Linked DNA regions of Gossypium hirsutum: region 2 is linked to region 1. A link is a contact called in public Hi-C data. All regions are on one chromosome and are shown on one strand. The core of a region is the stretch at or near the end of the contact, and the rest is flanking DNA. Distances in the headings are between cores, read along the strand shown. Region 1 has its middle 11 kb from the start of LOC107926748. Region 2 holds the start of LOC107889565 (auxin-responsive protein IAA16).

Region 1 (5,502 bases), core at 1,327-3,826:
AAATTAAGAATTATGTTTAAATATGTTATTTTTAGCACTTATCAAGACCGTATCTTTGGAGGATTGCATCACGGGCATGGTTTAAAGGTTGTATAGTAGTGAATTTATATTTGCTTATTTGCATTTTGTCACGTATATAAAGGCTTAGGCTAGTTTGAGTATTTACGAGTATATTAGCTTGTGTAATCATGTGTGATTTGAAACTATTTGATATTTTAAGTTAGCTTTTTACTCCTAAATTTGATTTGGACATGTGTGTGACTTGAATTTGTGTTTGAATAGATTTTGATTCGGTTTTTAGATGATTTAAAACTCATAGATACCTATAATGATATTTGGGGATAATTTTATGTGTTTTGAAGCCAATTTAGCTTCTGGGGACTCGTGTATCGAAACATGAATTGGTTGTATCAGTACAACACCAGCCAATAGCTAAAAAGTTAAAGTAACAAGGGCTTGTATAGGATGTACGGATACATCTCCTCCTGATACTATGAAAACACTGCTTAGGCCATGTTAAGCCCTCAAAAACTTGTTTAAGGCCCCAAACAACTCCAATCATTTACGAATTGAACCTAAATGACATTAGCATGTTTCCTAAGTCCAGTAATTGATTTAAACTTGAATCATTATTTTTTTTCCTAATTTTTTTAAAATTTTATATTCTCAAATTTTTAACTGCCATATTTTAAATTTTTGTTTTGATAACATCTCCTATCCGTACCTATCCACAGGATGAATAAGGGGTGTTATAGAATCTGCTACGTCTATATACTGCGTGCTACAAGCGGAGTGATAGTGTATATTTCGTTTAGCATGTCGGTGGGACCATCGGCTAACCTGATTCTAGCTTTGAAAATAATGTTCCCCTCCGATGGTGTTTTAGCCATTCATGAACAATGCAACTAGCAACACAAACCCTAACTTAATAGACGAGGCTACTACAGCTGCATTCATGGCCCATGCCCATGCCTGGGCACGACAAAGTTGCTGCCCTTGTTCTTGAATACAGGATATGGCCAACAATTTTTGTTTCTTTTTCTTGGATTTAATAGTGATTTCATTTGTTCTGTTGTTTACCAATTTCTTTTCTTGATATTAATCGTTGGATGATTTTTGTTCTTTTATTAAAATGGATTAATAAGGTAAATTCCATTTGATATTTTTGGTCATTCTACTTTTACTTTTGTTAATTTCATTGAAGAAGTAAATTAGTTGATTTTTTTAAAAACAATATATGATTCATTTTGATTTTTTTATTAGATAAATATTATATTTTTAATAGCGTTACTAACACGACTTGAATTTTTAAATTTAAAAACTATAGGACCTAAAATCTTGAATTTGACATTTCTAGCCTTTTGGTTTTAAGATTATATAGCATTGGTCAAATTTTTAATTTTAGTCTCTATATGACGCTCAAATTTAACATTTAATTTCTGACATAATTTGGTAAACCATCTTTTTACAATACCATTAGATAATTTAAATACTTTATTTTAGTTAAAATACTAACATAATTTCTAAATTATTAACACCTAGACTTGTTCATGGGCGCTCATCCGAAAAGTTGAAGGGTTTAGACAAAAATATAGGCTTAAAAAATGAGATAGGGCAAAAACTAAGACTTGTTTAAAAAATGGACGGGGTCTCGACAAAGATTTTTTGACCCTGGCCTAGCTTGAATTTGCAAAAAGAAATTTTTTGTTGTTGTTTTCTTGCTTGCTGTTTTCTTGTTGTTTTATCATTATTTTGTTATCATTTCACTATTATCTTGCTATTATTTTATTTTTATTGTTTGGATATATATAGTATACTTCTTATTTTATTGTTAATTTTGCTATAAATATTTTTTTAATTTATTTTCAATTTGTTAAGAAATATTTATTTTTATGTTTTTAGTGTTTTTGATGTACTATATATTTTTCAAAAATTATATAAAAAAATAATATAAAAAATTAATATGAGCGGGCTACACCGAGCCTAGATTTTAGTATTTTTATCTGAGCTAAACTTAGGTAAAATTTTAAACTCGTTTTTACAGACCAGGCCGAACTCAAACCTATCAAATGAGCCTAAAAATTTGTTAAGGCTTGACCTAATCTATAGACAAATCTAATAGTATTGTTTTGCAATATATTTTTTATTACATACCTACTAAAATTATTAATAATTAACCGAAGCCAAGTATTAGTAGAGTGTAAATGTAGGCCACGGGCAGAAGGCGAGTGGCGGCAAACGCTAAATGTAAGGCCTTGTAGAAAAAACAAAAACCCTAGTAGAAAATGGTCATCATATAATTCAAAGAAAGAAGAGTCAGATTTTAAATCGTACCATGTATGATGGCCTTTCTGAAAACTAATAAGCAGAGCTACCTATTTTAGAATCACAGAGAGTGACTGCTCAACTGCTTCTCCATACCATTGAGGTTGTTGCCTCATAGTCATGCTTCCCAAAAATATTTATAATTTTTTTATCATAATGTATATAATCAAAATAATAACCATAAGAGGTGTGAAGAGGTGAAATGAATGTCAAAATCTGAACCTCAAATGATAGTGATAGTGGTGGTGAAGGGGGGCCGGCCGTGTAATGGGGGGCAGCAAACATTGAAAAAGCAGCAGTTCAATTCACCCATTCCAAAACCATCAATTCCTTCATTACATCCACCCCCCACATTGACAATAACACACAAGCAAACAAATCAACACACAGCTTCCACCCACTACAATAAAATAAAATAAAAACACAAATAGTTTAGGGTTTTGTAATAAATTTTATAATGATTATGGTGTAAAATATAATAATAATAATAGATTTTCTAAATGTTTTCAACTTAAATATTTCAAATTTTACAGAAATACCATTCAACATATTCAAACTAATAAAATTAGTACATAACTGGAAGACCTCAAAGTTTTAAGGTTTTATTAGGCAAAAAAGTAAAAAATCGGATCTCTTATATAACAATATTTGTCCACATCAATTTCATTTCTGTATAGAGATATATTAATTATTCTTTAAAGAATATATTAATTATTTAAATTTGAATTTCTGTATTTACATCATTATATCCCCTACAATAATTGCTGTTAGTCTAATTGTATTTTGACAGATTGCAATTTTTATTTAAAAATTATATATTGATAATTAATATTGTCCATATTTTTTTGTTAAAATTTATTAATTTAACGTATTAATTAGATTTTCCTTATATAATGTGATATATGATTGACGAAAAATAAATATGTTCTAATGTGAACTATCAACGATGATAATGATTGAAAAATAATTTTAAAATCGACATGTGGGCTGAATTTTTAACTTTTAATCAAATTCTATAAAAATACAAGACTAATAACGTAATTATATTTTAATCAATACTAGGAGTAGAGGCAGATTTAGGGGAGCTGATAAGGGTCTTGGCCCCCTAAAATGGAAAATTTTTTATTTTGACCCTTACAATTTTTAAAAATTTTATTTAATCCTTTAAAAATTATAAAGATATAGACAATTTAATTTTAGCCCCTCCGAAAGGTTATTGTAGTATAAGATCTAAGGCAATTTAGTTCTTCAAATAAATAGAGCAATTTAATCTATTAGTATTTTCATTAATAAATTATTAAATTAAGAATAAATTTTTTAATTTCAAATTAAAGAGGATAGTTTAGTCCCTATTTTTCTTTTCCGTTTCCGCAGGGACCGGAAGATTGGATCTAGCCGTAAGAGAATGCTTGGCTGATAAATAATTCATTTCTTTAAAATTAAAAAAAAAAGATAATTGATTACAACATTAACTATTTAAATCGATTGTGAAAAGAAAAAGAAAAACATAGTTTTGGAAAACATCTTCAGTTGTCCATCTTCAATTAGTTTAATTTTAAAAATAAAAAAATATAAAATTATATAATATTTTAAAAAATTAATAAATATTTCCAAAATCTTGAAAAATTAAAAAAATTAAAAATTCTTTTTAAAAATTTTAATTTTTTTAAATTAAAATTTTATTTTTTCTTTTGAATTTTTATAAGAAATTTTTTAGAATTAATTAAGTAAAATTTTGAGTATATTATAAATTATGTGAATATATATTTTTTAAAATTCAACCAATTGTGAATTTGCGCCTAACCATGGTTTTTTTTTCATTTGTATTTATCTTCCTTTATTTAGAAAAAAATTCAACCTTTTATTTTTATAATTAGACACTTACCAACCTTAACCCAACTTGTAAAATCTAGAAACTTATATATCAAATATTTTTCATGGTGATTCAACCTAAAAAATAAAATCTTGTTTTACAAAGAATTTAAAATCAATTTTATATAAAAATAAATGAATCTCTTTCCATTGTTAAAATCTAAAAATTCTTTTTATCTTTTATTTTTTTTCAACAATCGAAACTTTTCTCTCACTTTTTTTTTATCTCTAGGACACTCTCTTTAGAACTTTTTACAAGAAAAGTGATCAATATTTCAATACTTTCTAGTTAGTCCCCTAATTTGATAATAACTCTTCTTTTCTTTTTAAGCTTTATTGATTAATCTTTAGAAAATTAGAATTGTGGTTAACATCTAGAAAATTAGGATTGTGATTTTTTTTTGACATAGGATTTTTTTATTGCAAAACTTATTTTTTTATTTTTAAATGAGTTTGAGGTATTAATTTTATTCCTAACATCTTAATTGTCTAATTAATCTAAATCATTGAATAAATTAGGATTGATTGTATTTATAATCTTGAATTTCATGAATATTGATTGAAAGTTTAAAACCAACACATTGCATTCTCATGCTACCAAAAAGCTTAACTGATTTTTATTTTTGTGAAAGAAAATTACTAGTTATATGTTGCTTTGTGAAAACCTGTGTTTAAAACTTAGATTTATTTGTTCTAAATGTTTAATATGAGTGAAAAATATTTTAAAAGAAGGTTTACTAGTAGAGTATTTTCTAAAAGAAATGCTTAGATTTATTTGTTCAAAATGTTGACTTACGTTAATTTTGCTAGTTGCTACAATAAGTGTGGAGATCATATCTTTTGCAATGAAAATTGTAAAAAAATCATTTCGAAGAATCAAATTGGAGATTAATGGATGAATGATTGTTTGATTACATATGTTTAGAAAAATATTTTTATTAACATTGACAAGAAAACAATTCAAAAGTTTCAACACAAGACAAAACATTGTGGACAATTATAAATTAAGTTACGCGCTATTTAAATTTATTTGAAGTAACTTTTCTTCTAGTCACTATTTTAATAGCTCTACAATAGTTTTACTTTAACCAAATACATCAATGATTAGTATTATGCATTAGTTTATATGACTTTTATGAATATTTTAATTTTGAAAAAAAATTAAACTCAAAATCCAAATTTCCTGACTTCGCCCTTACTATCATCAATTATTCTTATTTGCTCAATTTCTTATTATATATGGACTAAATTATACTCTATTTATTTGAGAGGAATTAATTTGCCTGTACATAGGCCTCTTGAGAA
Region 2 (5,502 bases), core at 1,490-3,989, 190 kb after region 1:
TTTCAAATAAATTAACTAATTAAAACATAAATAAAAAAATATTAAATTAATCGTTTAAATTTAAGCATCTTTCTACCTTATAGCATTAAATTTATCAACAAGTGATTAAATAAAATAGTAAGACACATTACACTCTCACAAGAAGAACGTAGATTCAAAACTTAAAGATAATATTATTGAGAAAGACAAACACAGATTCCATATACATATCATTGATGTTGCCCCAAAATTGGTGAGAATCAATATTAACCTTTTATTAAAGGAATCTTTTAAAAATGGAAAGAACAAAACCAAATTTTACAAATCCCTAGTTTCATGTCGGATATATCTTAAAAGGAATATGCTTTTTATTTTTCCAACCAAATCCAGCATTTAAGCTAATTCAATTGTTAGTTACTTGATAATTTATTTATTTTCTAAAATAATTTGAAAATTAATTAAAAAATAGTTATAATTGAAATCTTAAATGCTGCCGGCCGTTTGCACATGGCGTTGCCCTTAACCTTATCACTTCGTTCATGGATCTTGTTTGTGTGTCTCCTAAACCAATTACAATAAAACATTATAAAATTCATCAAAACCGATCATTAAATTAAATATTACATGCACAGAATCTTTTCTTACAATATAACATTAACAAGAAAAGAAATCACATGCATAACTAATCAAAAACATTATTAATAATTTTTAGGTTATTAATTCTTACACAACCCACAGAAGAAATTAAAACCAAGTCTTGTAAATATTTTTCGTATAGATTTCTTGTCTCTTAATAATTTCTTCTCTTTTTTTCTTCATGCTGATGAACACATTCAAACTCCCTGCTCGATCCCTTTCGAACCGGTTTGCTGCTCTCTTTTCTTTTTATCTTACTAACACTTGATTCTTAACTCAGATTGTTGTTTTGTAATGAAGCTAGCATCAGCTTCTGTTCTTGCATTTCTCCACTGCTCTTGGAGCTGCCAGTGCCATGAAAAATTATCCCCATAAGCTTCTATATATTCAAATAAAATTAGTCTACATAGAACTAATAGTTACTAACCAAGTCCAATGGCTTCTGATCCTTTCATGATTCGTAAACGCTTGCATGAATCGACAAACATTCTACAAAATTTAGTTAAAAAATTTGAGTTAATTTTAAATCATAAAATTAATTAGTATAAATAACTGTAAAAAAATTAACTGGAGTTGGAAAATAACTTACTCCCATGGGACATCACCAACAAGCATCCAATCTCCATCTTTGTCTTCATAAGTAGGAACATATTCAGACCCGTTCAAGAGATCTATTAATTTGCTTTCATTCATGAAATCTTTCATTCCTTGTGAACCCCCACAGTTACCAATAGTGAAGGAGCTAAACATTTTGCCTAAGGCATCCGATAGTTCTTGGTAACTCTTGTATAATTTCAAGTCCACCTTGCGTAGATAGGGTGCACCATCCATGCTGACCTTAACAAACGCCGCCGGTAAGGCGGTGTTAATGGTGTTTCCACTGCCGGTTTTCTCACCCTTGTTGTCGGAGCTGTTCTTCTGAACGGTCATGATGTTTTTCCGAAAGGACCTGACCGGTGGCCATCCTACTACTTGTGCCCTAAAATCCAAGTATTCAAATTTACCATAAAAAAACTAGCAAAAAAACAAAAAAAATATTGTCAACTATTGACGTCTACCAAAAGTTTGGTAGCTTAGCTGTGGACTATCTTAGCCATTTTCAAGTTAAAACTTTTGAATTATTGTTTGGTTGCTGGGAAAAGTAATAAAGATTCCACATGTTTTGTTTTCCCTCTTTTTCCCGACAAACAACTAAAGCCACCAAATATCCCACTAAAAATTGTTTCTACGCTTTACATGGCCAAGATTCAATCAAGACTCATCTTCTAGTACCATTCAAACTAATATCCAACAGTTAATCTCAGTAACAGAAAGAGCTTTTTAGCGACGAAAACAACTTCCGTCGCCAAAAAAAGAAAGTATTATTTCATTCAAAACTATACTCATGATGCTTGTACATGCTCACTTCTTGTCTCTAAAAAGAAATTAAAAAAATGAAGGAACAAGATCATTAACTAACCAAGAAGCAAGAGAAAGAAAAAGTATAACGGTAGCTTACTTAGCAGGGGGCTTTGCAGTGTTTTTCTCCTTCATCTTCTCAGCTTCATCCACCGATGCTTCCTTTGTTGTTGAAAGGTTAAGCTTCAAATCAACCATATCCGAATACCCTCTTTTCCCATTATTTTTGGCGGTTTCATTATCATTTTCAATGCCTGTGGGTAATCCTAAACGTAACTCCGTCTCTTCGAAATTAATCATGCTATACTTGTCACGCTCTGCATCCATAATGCTAGTCATTGTGTTACTTATACACCAAATTTTACGAACAAAGCTCAAAAACCCGAAAGCAACCCGACTTTAATTTTCTTTCCTGATATCTCTTCACTTGCGTTCTGCTTTTTTTTTTCCCCTTTGTTTCTCTTGAGAATGTGGTTTTGCTAAAGGAAGAGTGTGAAAATGGTAGAGAAGAAGGCCAAAATATGGTTTATGTCAAAAGATAATATACTGTTGCGGAATATTATGGTTGTGGGATTTGGACGGTGACGATTATTCCAAGTGGAGATAGTGTTAATTCAACCGTCCAAGATGTGTCGGGGAAGTGGCGTCATGGATGATGTAATTGTTAGAATGATACAAGAGTTTGTGTTGTTTGCCTCCCTCTTGTCTGCTAGGCTCCACCAATTTACAACCAGTTTATGAAGATGCTATTAACAATGGTGTTTATTATGGTATATATCTCATGTTTTAGGGGCATTACATGCGAATTTCATTTGAATTATATCAGACTTAAAACGGAAGATTCATTTTAACTCGGTTTCTTTTAGCTTTGAGTTATTTGTTGATTGTAAGTTTAGTTTTAATAAATAGAATAATTGGAAGAGTAAAATAGCATAGGTGCGTAATTCGTGTCCCTTGTAGTTTCTTTTGTTCAAAGAGTAAAATCCACTATAAATCAATATAAATAGTGATTTAATTATAACTTCACCAACTGATACAAGGGGAAAATGAATTCCTTTTAAATTTAAAAATTTTAAAATTATATCATCTTAAAAATTATAAAATCATAAATTAATACATTATAAAATCTATATTTGACAGCTCGAAAATTCATAATTTAATTTTAGTCCTCCCTAAAAGAATTTCTAAATTCACCCTAAACCTCACACTCTCAAACTGAAAATGAAAATAATTTATTTACAATCAAATTGCACTTAATGCAAGTTCTTCTAATAAACAAATAAGTGCTCTTTCTAATTCTTACATGAATACATAGACAATTGTAGATTTTGCTCCAATTGGTGTTCTATTTGGCATCAAATAACTAGAGATTTTCAACATTTGAACTTCAATAGAAACAAGATCTCTTTCAAAATAATAAGTAAATTACACTTAAACTCTTCAAATAAAGTTTTTGTTTTACGATATTCAACATAACCAAATCTAATTAATTTATGCTCAAAGCCCTCAAAGACATGTAAGAAAAATAATCACAAGAATTTAGTCAAAATATATCAACACATATGGAAAATTATACAACTGTCCAAATGCAAAGTGAGACGTAATTGATAGTACAACTAAAATGTGCAACTGGAACTAACATTCTCCACTTTTGGCAACTTTTTTACCAAAAACACTACAACAATATCAAGTAAGGTAAATCCAATATTCAAAATGATACTCCCCCTTAGAAACTTAACCAACCAACAACTATAAAACCAAACTATGAAATCAATCATTAATGTATCAGATCATTATAGCATTAAGATAACATCAAAACAACTCTAGTATCCAACCATCCAGAATTAAATACAAACCACATAAGGAGTTCATCATGTTAGAAATGAATAACCCGAATTATTGTTAAAATAAAATACAATGGTAAAATCTATATAGAACTACATTTCTTTTATTTTATTTTAATTAGAATAAGGTTTTTCAGCCTTACTACACTTTATCTATTTGGCATTGATTAGAATAAGGTTTTTCAACCTTTAAATAGATGTAGTTGAAACTCATCATCAATCAATCGAATTTGACATTAGTGAATTTTCTTCTCTTTTGCCCTTGATTTTTTCCCGAAAGTGTTTTCCACGTAAAATCTATGTGTTTTCTTTTTTCTTTCTTATTGCTTTGCGATCGTTCTTTATTTCTATTATCGACGTTAGTTCAACAAACTAGTATCAAGAACTTTTCGAGTTGCTTATCTAGATCATGGTAATGGTGACAATGAAGTATGATATTCTGCTGTTAGATCATAACACCATATTCATGTTGTGGTAAGTAAAGATGCAGGCAGGTCTTGCACAAACGGATTTGGAGGATGTCCTGCTAGGGTTAGATAAGATGCCTTTGATATTGACGGATAAAGAGAAGAAGTGCAAAGATCTAAAGGCTTTAATGCCATTACAACCTCATCTGTCGAATGAAATTCTACAGGACGTGTTGAAAGAGAAGACCGTCATTGCATTATGGGGAAAATTGCAATAGCTATGCATGTTGAAAATCCTAATTAGCAAGTTGCATCTAAAGTAACATCTTTATTCTTATCATTTGGAGGAAGGTATATTTGTGCTCAAATAGTTAATTGTGTTTAAAGAAATTGTTTCAGATTTAGATGCCATGGAAGTTCAGTATGATAAAGAAGATTTAGGGTTAATTCTACTTTGTTCGTTGCCCCCGTATTATTCAACCTTTAGAGATACAATTTTGTATAGTCACGAATCTCTCACAATTGAAGAAGTCTATGCTTCCTTACCCTCGTATGACAAGATGAAACATCTTGTGATTGGATCTGACTATCAAGAAGAGGGTTTCATTGTCCATGGGAGACAAGAACAAAATATTAGTGATAATCATGGGAGGACACAGGAACGAAATCCTCGTAATAAATCTAGAGGTAGATCGAGATCTTCAAACAAAGATAAAACCTGTAATTTATGAAAAAAGAAAGGGCACATTAAGTTTGAGTGCTAAAGTTGCAGAAGAAGATAAAAAAGGAGGCTACAAATCAAAAAGAAAAACAACCAAAACAATCTAGTGAAGCTAATGTAGTAGAAGACTACAACAATGGTAAAATCCTAGTTGCTTTTGTTGACAACTCTAAAATAAGCGATGAGTGGATCCTCAATTCTGGTTGCACTTTCCATATGAGTCCCAATTGGGATTGGTTTGCAACTTATAAAATAGTGTCTGAATGTGTTATTTTGATGAGAAATAATGCTTCATGTAGAATCCCAAGTATTGGCACGATCAAAATTGATATGTTTGATGGAGTCGTCAAAGCACTTAATGATGTACGACATGTACCAGAATTGAAGAGAAATTTGATTTTGTTGAGTACACTTGATTCAAAAGGGTACAAGTACATAGTTGAAAGTGGGTTTATAAAGATTAACAAGGGTTCCCTTGTTGTAATGAAAGGGTAGAGAAAGACTGTCAAGTTATATG

Evidence for each region. A called contact is a pair of places that touch in the nucleus more often than the background predicts.
Region 2: a contact with region 1 is called in a Hi-C map of leaf, with 2.5 times the contacts expected there. The contact joins the promoter of LOC107889565 here to the enhancer-like site in region 1. A contact is called at or near these places in 2 of 34 Hi-C or Micro-C datasets (both in leaf).

The regions. Positions count from the first base shown.
Region 1 is chrA11:106,832,070-106,837,571 of Gossypium_hirsutum_v2.1, forward strand. No RefSeq gene overlaps it. Among protein-coding and RNA genes, the nearest start is that of LOC107926748, 11 kb to the right of the region's middle. Within about 2 kb of position 2,577, at least 3 of the 9 cell types and tissues checked have an H3K27ac peak or open chromatin away from gene starts, as enhancers often do. A contact at or near this core is called in leaf, where this site is marked.
Region 2 is chrA11:107,023,806-107,029,307 of Gossypium_hirsutum_v2.1, forward strand. It overlaps LOC107889565 (auxin-responsive protein IAA16), which reads right to left and starts at 2,740. Exons shown (of 4, transcript XM_016814042.2): 1 at 2,114-2,740; 2 at 1,205-1,594; 3 at 1,043-1,104; 4 at 571-959. The coding sequence starts at 2,352. The coding sequence ends at 922.